2 separate regions of the Mus musculus genome follow, and region 1 is linked to region 2. A link is a contact called in public Hi-C data. All regions are on one chromosome and are shown on one strand. The core of a region is the stretch at or near the end of the contact, and the rest is flanking DNA. Distances in the headings are between cores, read along the strand shown. Region 1 overlaps Gm34335 (a long non-coding RNA gene). Region 2 overlaps Pdzrn3 (PDZ domain containing RING finger 3).

Region 1 (7,575 bases), core at 627-3,126, 320 kb after region 2:
TTTCTCATCACACACTCAGTCACAAACAACTTGAAAAATAAGGAATACTATCCAAAACAGCCCAAGAACTTGTTTGATTTAATTGTGAAAGAAAAAGACAGACCTGGCCTGGTTGGTGGTGACACACACCTTTAATCCCAGCACTGGTAAAGCAGGGGCAGGAGAATCTCTGAATTCAAGGCCAGCCTGGTCTGCAGAGCTAGTTCCAGGACAGCCAGGGCTACACAGGGAAACCCTGTCTCAAAAACCAAACTAAAAAACCAAACCAAAACAATATAACAGAGCCAAACAAAGAATCAGACAGAAACTCAAACTAATTTAAAATACGCAAAGGATTTGAGCAGACCTTTCTCCAACAAGGTTACAGAAAATGCTACCAGTTCTGTGAAGAGACACTCACAACTCTCCAGGGTGATACTGTTTTAAATCTGTTAGGATGGTTTTAAAACAAACAACAGGCAAAACAAAAGATAATAAGGATTGGTAAGGATGTGGAGAAATGTGTGGTAGAGTGTAATATTAATCTCCTACCATGGAAAAGCATATAGAACAATGTTATGGTTATTTAATCTAACAACACTTCTCCTGAGGATTTTCCCAAATAATACAAAATAAGATATCAAAAGTCAAATCATTATTCTTATTGATCATCAATGTATCCTTCACAAAAGCCATGGTAATGAAGAAATCAACTGAATGCCCACCCAAAGGAGAATTGATAAATAAGATGTGTAATATGACATAATAGAATATTATTCTGTTCTTAACGAGAAGAAACATTTCCCACATGGACTAATATCAATGAAGTGTTGGATACTATGCTACATTTAAAAAGTTGGTTAGCACCCATTTGTGTGAGACATCTGGAATAGTCAAACACAAAGAAACAGAGAGCAGAATTGGTGGTTGTGGATGCTGAGGGAGAGGAGTTTTTATTCAATGGGTATAATATTCAGTTACAAATGATGACTGAGTTCTAGAGACCAAGCCAATTATTAATAGTGTATAGTATATTTAAATATTCCATAAAGAGCTGAGCTCAGGTGTCTTCACCAATTTTCTTTTCTTAATGAAGATGGGATAGACAATAGGAACTTGAAAATGATTTCATCTGTGAGACTAGTCATTTTTCCCAGCTCTGCAATATACTAGTCAGTTTGTGTTAGACCTGCAGTAACAAACACCACGGCCCTCATTAACCAGACCTTTCCTTTGTATGTCAAGTCTTTCGCTAGGTACACAAAGGCTACAGCTCATGCAATCTCAAATTGATCCTCATAGACACTGGGAAATATTATGGGATTTCCCAGTTTTACTAATGAGGAAATGGAGCTTAAAATTTGTCAGGCAACATGACCAAGGTGCCAAGCTAAGTCACAGCAGCACGTGGCAGGATGCCCAGCTACACCCTCCTTTTCTTTTAGCCATTATTAAAGAAAATTTGCCCTGTGCCCTAGAGGCCAACTCCCTTCCCCCAAGTTTCTAATCAAGATGACAAAGAAAGATGGAGTCCCAAGCAGGTGAGCATTTGGCCTGACTGGGGCTCTCCTCTATCAAATTGTATGAGGTGTTGTCACATGAATAATAATTGGCCATCTGGGAGGAAAAGGAGGCTCTGAACCCTAGGTTGTTGGAGCCTGCTATGTGCTCCTTTGGTCTCTCTTGGTAACTCTTTACCAGGAAGTAACTTGCATCTTTGGTGCATTTTTTATTTCAGAACGATTACTGCTAAAATGATCTGAGTTAGGAATGTGAGAGGATTCTGGCCCCTTGAGCATTTGTATGGAAATAAAAAGCAAAGCTGATTCTCTCTACTCCAGTTTAAATAAAACCACAAGATGAGCTCAGCCTGCACCCTCCCCCACTATCCCTACCTCCGCTCTTATGAAAGACCAGCAATTCTTGGAACACGGGATTACAACAGCGCTTCTTGCCTGACGTTCTCATCCTTACCAAAAAAAAAATCTTTATAGTCCTCACTATGTGCTGTGTTTGGCCTCTAACTCTTTTTAAAGGTCTTGAGACCCCAAACATATTCCCTCTAAGCCTGTTCTATTGAAACCTTTGGAAGTGTGTACACTTCTCAGAAATGTAATTGGGATAATTGGGATGCTCTGCCCACCAGGGTTTTGTTTTGCAAGAGTCAATTGATGTCATGTAAGTCGTTCACTTTTCTCCCTTTTCTTCCCAAGTCTTTTTAATCTTAGAACCAGGAAGTCCCATTTTGCCAGCAGACGATGAACTGTAACCACAGAAAGTTGGAGGCGGGTTCAAAGCCGGCTTGAATATGCTTTAACTTTGGCAGAAAGCATTTGCTGCCCCCTCATTTGGGAGGAACGCCTCAGTAGGGAGTGGGATAGATAAGGGTGTGACAGGGCCAGCTATGTTATTGGTGACACGGCCAGTGGGCTGTCTCCTGTTAGTCCTGTGTGGTATGTGTCAGGGAAAGCAGTCTTGTTCTGGGAGGTTCTGAGCAAGACCGAAGAAAACTAGGTTTCATTTTCCACTCAGACACTGTTGTGGAAAGAGTGAGTCGCTCTGCTCCTTGTTTCTGTGCCCAGAATAAAGGGGCCACTATTAATTCCTTCATTCTGTTTGAATAAGAAGAGCTAACACATTCAGTGCTCAAAACAGTGACATAGTGATGCTGCCTCACAGTCCCCTGTTCTTTTCCTGACAAACTCTCTTGCCACTCAGTTTTTATCTTTCCATAATACAGAGAAGCTCACAGGCATTGACCGTCTTGTGGCCTTTCGTCTTTCTCAATCATGTCGATGATGCATCTTTCCACAGACTTTACCTTTGCTTCAGGATACTGGGGAACTTCAAAACTTCCTTAATTGAAGATATATATATATATATATATATATATATATATATATACATACATATATATACATACACACACATATATATATATATATATACACACACATATATTCATCTATCTATATGTATATTATTTTCTTCAATGCTGTTGCAAAGAGTTTGTCACTCTTCTTATGTTACCTATGTTTTGTTTTGTTTTCATGTGTGTGGAATGTGCTTATAGGGTATATATATGCATTTTGGCATGTATGTAGGAGCATGTCTGTGGGTGAGCCCTAGGTTTGACACTGAGTATTGTCTTTAATCAGTCCTCCCTTTATTAATCAAGACAGGGTCTCTTAACGAGCCTTTATCTATCAATTCCGGTTAGTTTGGCTAGCCACCTTGTCCCAGGGATCTTCTGTCTTTGGCTTCCAAGTCTGGGATTAAAGACAGTTGCTGTACTGCTCGCCTTTTACATAGGTTCTGGGGATCTGAACTCAGATCCTCACACTTGTATAAGCAAGCACTTTATCCAATGAGACATCTCCCTAGCCTACCCGCTCGCTCCCCTGCATATATCAGTCTAACAGTACATTCTAAACTAATCACTGACTCCCATGAATTGGATGGTCCTTCTGATCAACCTTGTTCAATAGAACTCAGTCATGGTAGAAGTTCCTACATCTGTGTTTCTAATACGGCTACCACTAGAGACATTTGGTTGTGATTGAACACTTGAAGTGTGGCCATTGTACCCAAGGAATGGATTTTTTTAAATTTTACTTTAATGCTAATTGTCAACTCCCAAAGCTTAGAAGGCTTGTGATTCCTATACTGAGGAGCACAGCCTGAGACTGGACCCTCCTTGAGGCATTACCACCTATGATTAGCAGTGCCTAGCATGTATTTGCTGCCCCCTCATTTGAGACTCAGTTAATATTGACTTCATTCACTGCTGGATTTATGTCTGATAATAATGCTACCAGAAAGACAGTAGTAACTTCAGCCATTTCATCTTTATATAAAAAACAGGTAGAAAGCAAAATGAAATCATCTGACAGTGTAACATGGTTATGTGGTGTTGTGTTTAGGGACCAGGATGTGGGATGTTTCAGATAAATCCTCGGTCCTGTTATTTTACTGCAGGACTTCAGTATATGTGAGTGAATTCTTATGTAAGTAGTTGCGCATGCAAGTTACTGGGGGGAGGGGCAGCATTTTATAGTCAGCTAATTGTCTCCATACAATTAGACATGCAAAGGCTTGCTCATATAAAAGCCAACAGAAAGGAAATAGGAGGGCGTGGGGGAGTTGGCACACCGCTTACAGATCATTAGTATTGTGCACATATTTAAAGGCTATATTGGCTAAATGGATCTCTTTTAAAAGAGAAAGAGTGTATCATAAAAGAAAGATTACAATAGCCAACAAATTGGGCAGCTGCTCTGCTATGTGAGATTGTTAACTTTCAGATGCTGATGGCCTCAAAGTTCAGAATCACACGGCGAAGGAGATGCTGCCACCTCCTGGTATTTATCTGCAGTGAACCAGGATTTCTGATGCTGTGGCTCATTGTTCTAATTCGCATGATTTAAAGTTGCATATTAAGAGTAATTCTAAAATTACTCTACTTTGGAGAGGAGAACATTACCACGCTTCAGAATTTCCATCTTTGTACCAATAAATATAGCCATCTGGGTGTTTTCAAATTCTCATTTAGCTAGATTCATTTAGCTGATTCATGACAAGTGTTCCCTAACAAAGGGCTGTCATTCTGTGTCAATGATGGAACTGTGCATCTTTGTGGACACTGATCAGGCTTTGTACAGTTGCTGACTTATTGAATCAAACCCATTTTTGAATCTTTCTTAACACTATACCTGAAGCCACAGGGCCGGGCCAAAGAGCTATTATAATTTTATAGAGCCCGATAATTTCATTTGAATGAAAAATCTTGGTAGACTAATCAGTGCTGTTTATCAGAATTCAGAAGCTGGGTTGACATCTTGAGTAATCAGAAATAGCCAAAGAGATGAGAGATTTTGAGCTTTCATAAGTAGGGCTCTCTATATAGAAGGTTGTAGATTTATATAGTGCTTTAAGATGAGAATCACATGGGGGTTTTGGGTATCTCCACATGATCAAGCTGCTGGATGAAAAGAAAGAGGTATCAATGTGGAGAAGTGAATGAGGAGAAGAAAGAAGCATTTGTTTTTGACGTGTATATAAATAAATTTCAATGAAAAAATGGGTGGTAGGCAACCCATGCCCAAATCATCAATGTCCATCACATGTTTTAATGCTCCTTGCATTAGTCGCCTTTTTCTTTGCTAAAACAAAATAACCTTTGAAAACAACTAAAGGAAGATTGGGTTGATCCTAGCTCATAATTTGAGGATGCAGTGCATCATGACAGGAAGTGAATTTGGGCAGGAGTGCCAGGTAGCTGGTTACACATTTCTGCGGCCACAAACCAGAATGTTGACTGCTGCAGCTTAATTTGCTTTCTCTTTTTTATTCAGTTCAGGACCCCAGCCCATAGGTCTTCAAGCATCTAGAACGCCGTATCTAGAAACTCCTTCACAAACAAACCCAGAGGTTTATCTCCTAGGTGGTTCTAGATCCTCTCAAGCTGTCAATCAATATCAACCATCACACTCCCCTCCCGGTAGGGTTCAGCTGCCTCTCTGGATCATCAATTGACCTCCCATCATCTACTCAGCCATTTGTTAAAAAGATGTCCCTTGTATGTAACCTCCTAGAGTTGCATTAAATTGATCCATGCTCACTAATTCATGGATTCAACTAATCATTTAAGTAACACTGCTGCACATATACTAACCACCTGATATACTATTAAGGACACCAAAGAGCATGTGATATAGCCCTTGGCATTAAAGAACACATTTTTTTCCCCTCTTGTGTGTTCTGAAACACAGGAGCTATGTCAAACACTTTACATCTCATTAGGTATTCATTTGGTCAACAATATTTACAAAATTTACTGCTGTGTGTCAGACATTGTGCTAAGTGTAAAGAAGAAACAATGTTGAGATAGGATTCCTCACCTCGTAGATGCTGCTGTGCCTTGGGAAAGGAAGGTAAAGAAACAATGGATCAAACCATGGTTTTCTGTACTTCCCCAGGGCATTTTGGATAGTCAGGGCTTGATTTTCTATACTGCAAAACCTCACAGATGTGACTAGGCATGTTGTTTTTCTGATAATGGATGTGGGTGTAGCAGTAACACATTTCTTACCCAAATCTCTCAAAATCAGGATTTTATGTATTTTTTTGTGATGTTTTCTCCAGACTTCCATGGTATGTTGTATCTTTCCATAGTCCTTTAATATTTTCTTTTCATTCAGTCCACATAACTTCCTATTTTATAACTGGGATGACACCTGGCATGACATAAAGAGGACAGAGATGTGGGATGGCTAACACATGACTGTCACCGCAAGTGTTGAGACAGTAGCCTGTGTATCTCTAAGAAGAATAGGTATTATCCAAGTTAAGAAATCAGAGGGAAGGGGACATGGCAAAGGATTATGGGTAGAAAGAACAATGTTTTTAGAAGCCCCAAGGAAAACTCCTGGAATAAGAAGTCTTAGGTCTATTTTTACACATGAACAAGCTGAGGTTAACCTGTACTTGTGCTTGATCTGAACTTGGAACAAAAGGAATAGGATGAATTTCCTGCTTCTGTACTTCTACAAAATACTAAATGTGGGATTCCCATATTTCATGTGTAGCTTACTCACTTACATTCCCTTGCAGGATCAGGGACACAGATGTAGCCTTCAGAGTTGGTGAGCATTTGAAGACTGCTTTTAGTTTCCAGTGGTCACAAACAACCTCATCTATGCTTATTCTAAAGATGAAGAGATTTGTTGGAAGGCCTAGCTTTTCATGATGTCAACTTCAAAAGATTTAGAATCACCATGGAAACAAATCTCTCAGTATGCCTGTGAGGGTGTTTCTAGGTTAGGTTGATAGAGGATGAAGGACCCACCCCATGGTAAGTAGTATCATCTCACTGGCTGATTTCCTGAACTCAAGAAAAAATTGAAAGTGTTTACATCTCTTTGAGCCCTGGCTTTCATCTCTCTCTGTTTTCTCACTGTAGATGCTGAGGTGACCAGGACCTCATGCTGTTGCTCCTGTGCCCCGTTGCTCTCTCTAATGGACTTTACCCTCAAACTGTGAGCAAAAGAAGACTCTTCAAGTAGCTTTTTCAGGTATTGTGTTATAGCAACAAGAGCAATAGGAACAAGAAGAACAACAAGAACAAGAACAAGAACAACAACAACAACAACAAGAACAACAAGAACAACAACAACAACAACAACAACAACAACAACAACAGTAACTAACATAGGCAGACACTGGGGAGAGGAATTGCCAGGCCATACAACAACTGTAAAAGACAATGGTAAACACTTTCAAGAGTCAATATTCCAACTTTGGTTCACACCTGCAGTTTACAAAAAACCACCCCTTCCGCATCCTTTAGAATGCGATTTAGTAAGGTATATCTTTTCAAACTTAGCCAGTCTGATGGGTCGAATGCTATCCCACTGTGATTTTAATTTAAGGTTCCTTCATGACTAGTGATGTTAAGCAACTTTCTGTATATTTATTGGCTGTTTTCCCAGTACTATTTATCAGATGGCCGCTTCTTGGCATCTGGTTTAAGGTTAAGCGCCTTAAGGATGAATACATCTAGTTTCCAAAGACAGTGCACTGTTTTTACAGTTCTCC
Region 2 (7,035 bases), core at 1,838-4,337:
CTGTGCACTCTCATGGAGAATATAGCAATTGGAACCGTCTGGTGCCATCCGAAGATACCTCTTATCGACAGACAAGCAAGGTCTAGCAAGGCTGGGCACCTGTGATTCAGAGTCAGGATGCTCTGTTGCCAATCAGGCGCCAGCACAGGCTGTCTCCTCCTCAGCCAACATTTCATCTAGCCATACAGGACTGAAGAATTACACATATTCGATTACTCTGCAGAGGGTATGGCTCCTAGAACCAGTGGCAGATTTTTAGATTTCCCTCTTTCTCTTCTTTTCAAACTCCTGTCCATGCCCATTGGGGGTGACACACATAATATTTAGTTTTTTTCCATCGAGAATCTCAGGGTTTTAGGAAGCCCACAGGCACATAAGCAAACTGTCTAAATAAGCTTTCAACGAGCCATGACAGATGCAGGAAAAACGACAAGACAAAGAATTATCAGAGAATTTGTCTTTCAAAATACTAAATGCTGATCTAAATCTTATTTTCCCTTGGGGAAATATCATGGCCCAAAATAATTAGGAGAGAATTATTCAGATTTTGGATTGAAGCTCATGGGTGCAGTGATGGACAAGGAACAGGAGACAATATAATTGGTAACCACCCTGTGAAGATGTTCCTGGTGCTTGTCAACTCAAGCTGGAGAAGCCGTGGGGACACCCGACAGGACATGTCTACACCTGCTGTACCATCACAGAGAACAGCCATCACCATGGCTACCACATCCCAGTTTCCAAGGCTGGAAGAGACCTTCGCATTCATCTTGAGAAGCGGGGCAGCTGGATGAGCAAGGCTGATTTCTACGGGCCTTTGAACTTCTGATTCTCCTATACTTCTTTGAGTCTCATTTTAAGCCTGGTCTTTGCAGAGGTAGGGGAGGAGATCACAGATAATTAAAGCTGAAAATATTCTCATTTTGTGATGGGGCTAACAAGTGAAACTCCGGGTAATGATGTAATCCAACTTGTCAAAAAGGAAAATGAAAAGAGAAGACAGAAGGCAGGACAGAGCCTGGGGACCTGTGTGCCATGTCATCTTCTAATTAACTAACTGATCCTTTAAACTGTCAAACTCGGCGAGACACTCTATGGCCTGGCGTCTGATTAATATTCATACTTAGGCACAGGATGCTCTGATTTAGGTCCCAGTGGTTGTAGTTAAACATCAGTCTTTAAAAAAGAGAGAGAAAGAAAGACCTGCCTGGCAATCGTAAGTGTCCAGGTTTTACATTCATAGGAAAATGAAAGGAGACCACCCTGAGGTTCCTGACCCACAGCAAGAACAAATCCCCATGGATCCATATTGATCTGTGAGTTATGATGAGGACTTGTATATTGAAAAAATAATTATTTTGTTTTTTCTTCTGGCAGCCACCTTGTTAAATCACACTTGGTGCATTATTGTTAAATACACGAAGAGCACCCGTAAACTAACATAGCACTTGGTAATATAGCCAAGCTTTTGATTTCAAACAAAAATAATTGAATATATAATTTAACCAAATCAAGCTTGATCATTTAATTGAGCTGTCACTAGTAGTAACCTTGACTTTTGGTTCATATAACTTGAGCTCCAAACAGATACTATAATACTGATGTTTACTGACACGCAAAAGATGTTTGAGCCTGGTGTGTAAGATGTGCCTGTAGCTGCTGAGGAAACATGGTGGACAGTGACAAAACCATGCACCTTAGGAGGGCTTTTCCTTTACTGGCTTTACTCTTTATTTATTAAAGTCCTGACAAAGATGAAAACAAGTCAGCCCAATCTATTGCATTTGCTTTTAGGAACTACTTCTTAAAATTATTTTTGGATTAAACAAATATGATATAAGGTAAATCCATGGTGTAAATCCATTCTATAGTGCCCCAGGACTATCCTGGCAATCCACCAATCCCATCAACTCTACTATCCTGTCTCCTGTAGAGCTTATTCAACAGTCTCAGCTACTGTTATGTTATTGCCAAACTATTTCAACTTACAGTAAAAAAACTGGGGAACACAGGTAATAAACACACAAACTGAGATTGTAAATCATAAACATACCAACTCTAAATGATATGATTTGGGGTATTCTCTGTAATCCACAGACATTGGACCCTAAGAAATATTAATACACTCCAGTCATTTTCATTGATGGGAGATGGCATGTAGACATAATGCAGAGATTCCTAGTTCCGACACAGGGGAGAGGGGGTTCTAGATTGAGCAGACATAAAGGTCAGGCTGGTTCAACTCCAAGAGCAAATTCCTTCAGGCTTGTTTGTATTTCTACTAACCAGTACAGGATGAGGAGGACAACCATCCACCAATACCATCATGGCTGCTCTGGGTCACGCCCACCTGCAAAAGCCCAGCTCTGATGGGTTGCTCAGGAAGGATTGGCGAGTGTCTCAACTTTTTCTGCTCTCTTGGAGGAGGCCATTAATATCAAGGACCAGAAAACTCCTCCCTGGCACTCAGTCATCTCTGGGATTTCAAGGATTTCTTACACTTTTATAAAATCAAAAACAGAAACCAACAAAAAATAAAATAAAATAAAATAAAATAAAGAAGCTGTCACAATCCAAATGTCACACATACCCACCTCTGCTCAGAGTGGAGTCCCCAGAGGACCTACCGTTGTCACTGCTGGTCCAGGCCTGTGAGCTCCCTGTCAGGAGGGAACCACCACCAAGGCAGGGGCATCTCACTTCAGAGGCAGTGTAGGTACCCTGCTTGCCAGGTGATACCCTGTGCTGTGTTCCTCTGAGCTGCAAATACCTCTTGAGGTGGGGAGCAGGCTCCCGGGACACCGAAACTGGCTCAGCTCCACAGGCAATAAAGTAATTAATGGTGTCTTTCAGGGCAAGCGCAGTAAAAAAAAATAATTGCTCTCCAATTTTTTTTACTGGTAATGAATGATTGGTACAGTCAATATTTGTGTTGTTGGGAGTGGATGTGTGGATAAATGTGTGAGTGGGATGGAGAGGGAAGTCTTAGGGATGCAAATACTCAAACCAGACTATCAGTTCCCTGACCGACTCTAAACTGCAGATCACAAACACCAGAGAACATGGGGCACGGAAGACAGCGCACCGCCTAATCCAACTGAGGCCAAAGTCTGACACTTAGGACACAGTGCAAAGATACTGCAAATAGGGTCAACTAAAGAGAATAAATAAGTGGGATTTATAAAAAAAAATGCTTAAGCTAAATTGGCTTCAGAGGCCAGGCTGAATTACCAGCTACCTGGCTCTCGTGCCTCGTCTAGCACCACGCTCACTGTGTCAAAACATAGCTCCCTCCCGGTTCTCAAAGGAGCACACAGCTTGCTGACGCCAGGCGACTCCACCCCTTGTAATCACTTCATGTTCTCTATGAGGTCATCAGCTTTCTCTCTATTGAATCTCACAGACACAGGAGCTTCTCACCACGCAGAGCTCTATAAACAACAGATTGTAAGATAAACACGCTCTAGCTGCTCCTCGGGAAGTTGCTTCGCTGCGCAGTAGACGCCCCGCACTCCTGTGTAATACGGCAAAGGACACTGTGAGAATTGAACCGAGTCAGATCGGTACCAGGACACAGAGAAGCGGTCTGGATTTGGGGGGTGCTTGCCAGAGGATTTGGTGTAGCCATGGACATACTGATCCCAGGCCATAATAATATTTTGACTCTGATGGAAGAGGACACATGGCTTGCTGGCTACAGGAAATAAAAAAAGAAAATTTGATCTTCAACTATCACCCCAAAATTTGGGTGAATCTTGGTTAGCTGTGGAGAAGCGATTCCAGGACTCTTGGTGTATACCAATCTGTGGATGCTAAGTTCCTTACATTAAATATGTAGTAATTGTGCATAATACCCTCTACATTTTCTCCTGTATACTCTGATGACTGATATACTGAGCTGTAATGCTACACAAATAGTTGCTACACATGCTGTTTATGAGACAACAAGAAAAAGTCCATACATATTTAGTACAGATCCATCTGTGTGTGTGTGTGTGTGTGTGTGTGTGTGTGTGTGTGTGTGTGTGTGTGTGTGTGTAGATCAAATCCAGGGCTTTGCAGACTCTAAGAAGCATTCTATCATTGAGATAGACCTTCACCCAGGGAAGCACATATGTGTGCAGACTCGCGTGAGTATAGACGTGTGCACACCCTGGCGTGTGTTTAAAGGCCAGAGGACAATCTCGGGTGTCAGTCCTCACCTTCCACCTTGCCTCCATCCGAGGCTGCGTCTCCATGGTTTGCTGCTCCTCCTTACTCCCTGCTAGCTGACTGGGAAGCCCCTCAGGATTGTCTTCTTTCTTCTTCCCCTCATGGTATAAGAACTGGAGCTACAGATGTGTGTACAGCTGGGCCTGCATAGTTTGGTTCCAGGATTAGAACTGAGGTTCTTATGCCTGTCTGGTAAATGCCTTATCCATTGAGGGATCCCCTTGGCCCTGGATTTGGTTTTTTGTTTGCTTTTGTTGTTTCTTGTGTCTGGCACGATCTGTGATTGGCTCACTGCATGGATAGGTTACAGAGAGGCAGGGTAAGAGACTATCCAACTGCAAACAAAGACATAATAAAGATGCTAGGCTAGTAGTGCTATCTATAGCCACAGTGGGGTGAGTCTAGGGTTTTACACTGGAACAAACTTCACTGCCACCAACATGATGACAAGCTTTTGATGTTTCCTCCAGGGACCTGCATATTAGTTATATTCCAGAGTTCTTTAAAATTAGCATGGCAGTATATACTTTAAGGGTAGAAATGTATTCTATTTAAGTTGGCTTTTCCTATCACTCCACTAACGGATCTGAACATGTAGAGATTATGACGGAAACTCCATGCTCACCAAATAACAGCATATAAGGCCAAGGCACATCTCTGGGAACAGGCTTCTAGAATCATCTAGCTGGTGCTCTTATTCACAAACGGATTTTAATACTTATAATTTGAACACATATACTTCCTTTTCTTTCTCTGTAGGGTACTCCATTTTACTTGGTTCCAAATGTTAAGCAGCCATGGCACGATCTCCAAACAATACTCATGTGCCACTAAGTGGATATGGATGAGTAAATGTCTTTTATAAGATATTCACGAGGGAAGGGCTCTCGCCAAGCTTTCAAATGAAATTCTTTAACTGGCCACAGCTCTGTTGTTTTAAAAGTCATCTGCAGTTGTCCTTAACTTGTTCTTCTGCATAATTTATTGGGCAGCTGTCAAATATGTGTGTTGCCCCCCTGTCTTGTAACTGACATCCGTACAGGGATAAGTGAGATAGGAAATGGGCTATGAACAAACGGACACTGGGCCATTGAATAAATGGAAGACAAAGAGAGCAAGGATGAGAGACAAGGTAGGGAGAAGAAAGCTCTCTCTTTTCACCAGCAGGTGGGCTCAGCAGCGAAACCCACAGCTACAGAAACGGACTTACTCCATAGAATGACCTGCTCTGCACCACGGCTACCATGGTCTTTCTTTCCAAGCCATAATGATTGCGCCCTACCTTAAAGATGTATACCACTGACATATACTTTTATGCAACCCAAAGGTTTTACAATGCCAAGTGTATTGATACTATAATGTAAACCATAGCTCGAAGACCTCCCTTAGAGTCCCTGAAGAGAATGCCTCATTCCTGTAAGTGGGGTCAACTAATGCAGTTCATAAGGCTCCCTATGCAGTCGAGGATTGATCTCCATGTAAAGGCGCGCAGCATCGGGTCTAAGCTAACATGCTCATTCTGTTTGATCTCCTTCCATTTCCTGCATTGTACTCAGCGCCTCTTATCCCTGTCCAACATCAACAGGTCATTCAGAGAGGGGTCAGTGTCAGCCAATATAAATAACCATTATAAAACCTCCAGCATGCTTTAAATCAACAAGCAAAGTGGCCTATGCTGTTTAAAGTATAAATTCCAAATATTTTCATGGCAGAGGGTAGGCAAGGTCTACTAAAAGCACAGTTAAAAAAAAAAAAAGAAAATTAAGAATCAGAGTTAAATAATCCAGTCACAATGAGCCATTCCAGTGCATGGTTCCCTATTTTAGAACCAGTTTGCAAACAAATGTCCATATAGCTTTTCCTTCCCCTCTTGGAGAAGATAGCCAGCTTGGGTTTGAGGACCACAGGCGCCCGTGTTTCACAAGAGTTTCACACACATGGCTGACATTACCACCATGTTTATAAACCCAGGGAGGCTCAGCCAAGACTATAACAGCTAGAGAACTGGAAGAAACTCAGAGTGTGAGGAGGAGGTGACAGACCCCCCTCCTGCCTCTTTCTTTCCCTCACCAAAGCCTATGGATAAAAGGAGACCCTGTAACTACCACTAAGCGTGTCCAGAAAACGGTCCTTGGGAGGCAATCCTAGGGAGGGAGCTGATGGGAACAGGCCAGGACTTACTGACATCTGTCTTGTGAAGAATACATGAAGCCCGTCCTAATTCCACATTCCTCTCCTTATTTTTCCTGTCTTTCTTCTGTTGCTCCTAAACTCGGTCTGTATGCTCTCAGTGCACCATGAGCCTGGTAAAACAGTTCCTACGCATGCTAAGTGGGACACAACCATGCAGAACGTGCAAAAGGATGACTAAAACCCTGACAGAGCATTAGCTTTATCAATCATGGAAAAAGTTGCCTGGGTGTGGTGGCACACATCTTTAATCCCAGCACTTGGGAGGCAGAGGCAGGTGGATTTCTATGAGACTGAGGCCAACCTGGTCTGCATAGCAAATTTTAGGACAGCCAGGGCTACATAGTAAGAGCCTGTCTAAAAGGAAAAAAAAAAAAAAAAAAAGAGGCTCTAGAATAAGTTTGGAAAGCAAGGCTCATTTCACAGATAACTAAATATAATCGTTTTAATAACCATAAGCAAATGAGTCCACAATACCCAGGTTGTGTTTAACCTGAGGCCTGGGCTGTTTAAAGTCAAGGTTAGCTATGAATGTAACTCCAGGCAAAATTGTGAAACTGACTCAAAACTGTGTGTGTAAGTGTGTGAGCTGTTTTGTAACCTACTGTGCATAGTTCTCAAGCGTGAACTCTA

Evidence for each region. Hi-C and Micro-C count contacts between places; a contact is called where the count stands out from the background.
Region 1: a contact with region 2 is called in a Hi-C map of uterus, with 2.9 times the contacts expected there. The contact joins two enhancer-like sites. A contact is called at or near these places in 4 of 39 promoter capture datasets (cranial neural crest, hippocampal neurons, liver and 1 more), 13 of 484 Hi-C or Micro-C datasets (cardiomyocytes, cerebellar granule neurons, cerebellum and 6 more) and 2 of 115 datasets of contacts at active chromatin or transcription factors (embryonic basal ganglia and fibro-adipogenic progenitors).

What each region holds. Positions count from the first base shown.
Region 1 is chr6:101,530,250-101,537,824 of GRCm38.p6, forward strand. Gm34335 (a long non-coding RNA gene) reads left to right here. Exons shown (of 2, transcript XR_869335.2): 2 at 6,941-7,575. Among named protein-coding and RNA genes, the nearest start is that of Gm34335, 15 kb to the left of the region's middle. Within about 2 kb of position 1,877, at least 82 of the 459 cell types and tissues checked have an H3K27ac peak or open chromatin away from gene starts, as enhancers often do. A contact at or near this core is called in fibro-adipogenic progenitors and uterus, where this site is marked.
Region 2 is chr6:101,212,189-101,219,223 of GRCm38.p6, forward strand. All of the region lies in intron 3 of Pdzrn3 (PDZ domain containing RING finger 3), which reads right to left. It overlaps Gm26911 (a long non-coding RNA gene), which reads left to right. Exons shown (of 5, transcript XR_003956481.1): 3 at 1-7,035. Among named protein-coding and RNA genes, the nearest start is that of Gm26911, 43 kb to the left of the region's middle. Within about 2 kb of position 3,088, at least 49 of the 459 cell types and tissues checked have an H3K27ac peak or open chromatin away from gene starts, as enhancers often do. A contact at or near this core is called in fibro-adipogenic progenitors and uterus, where this site is marked.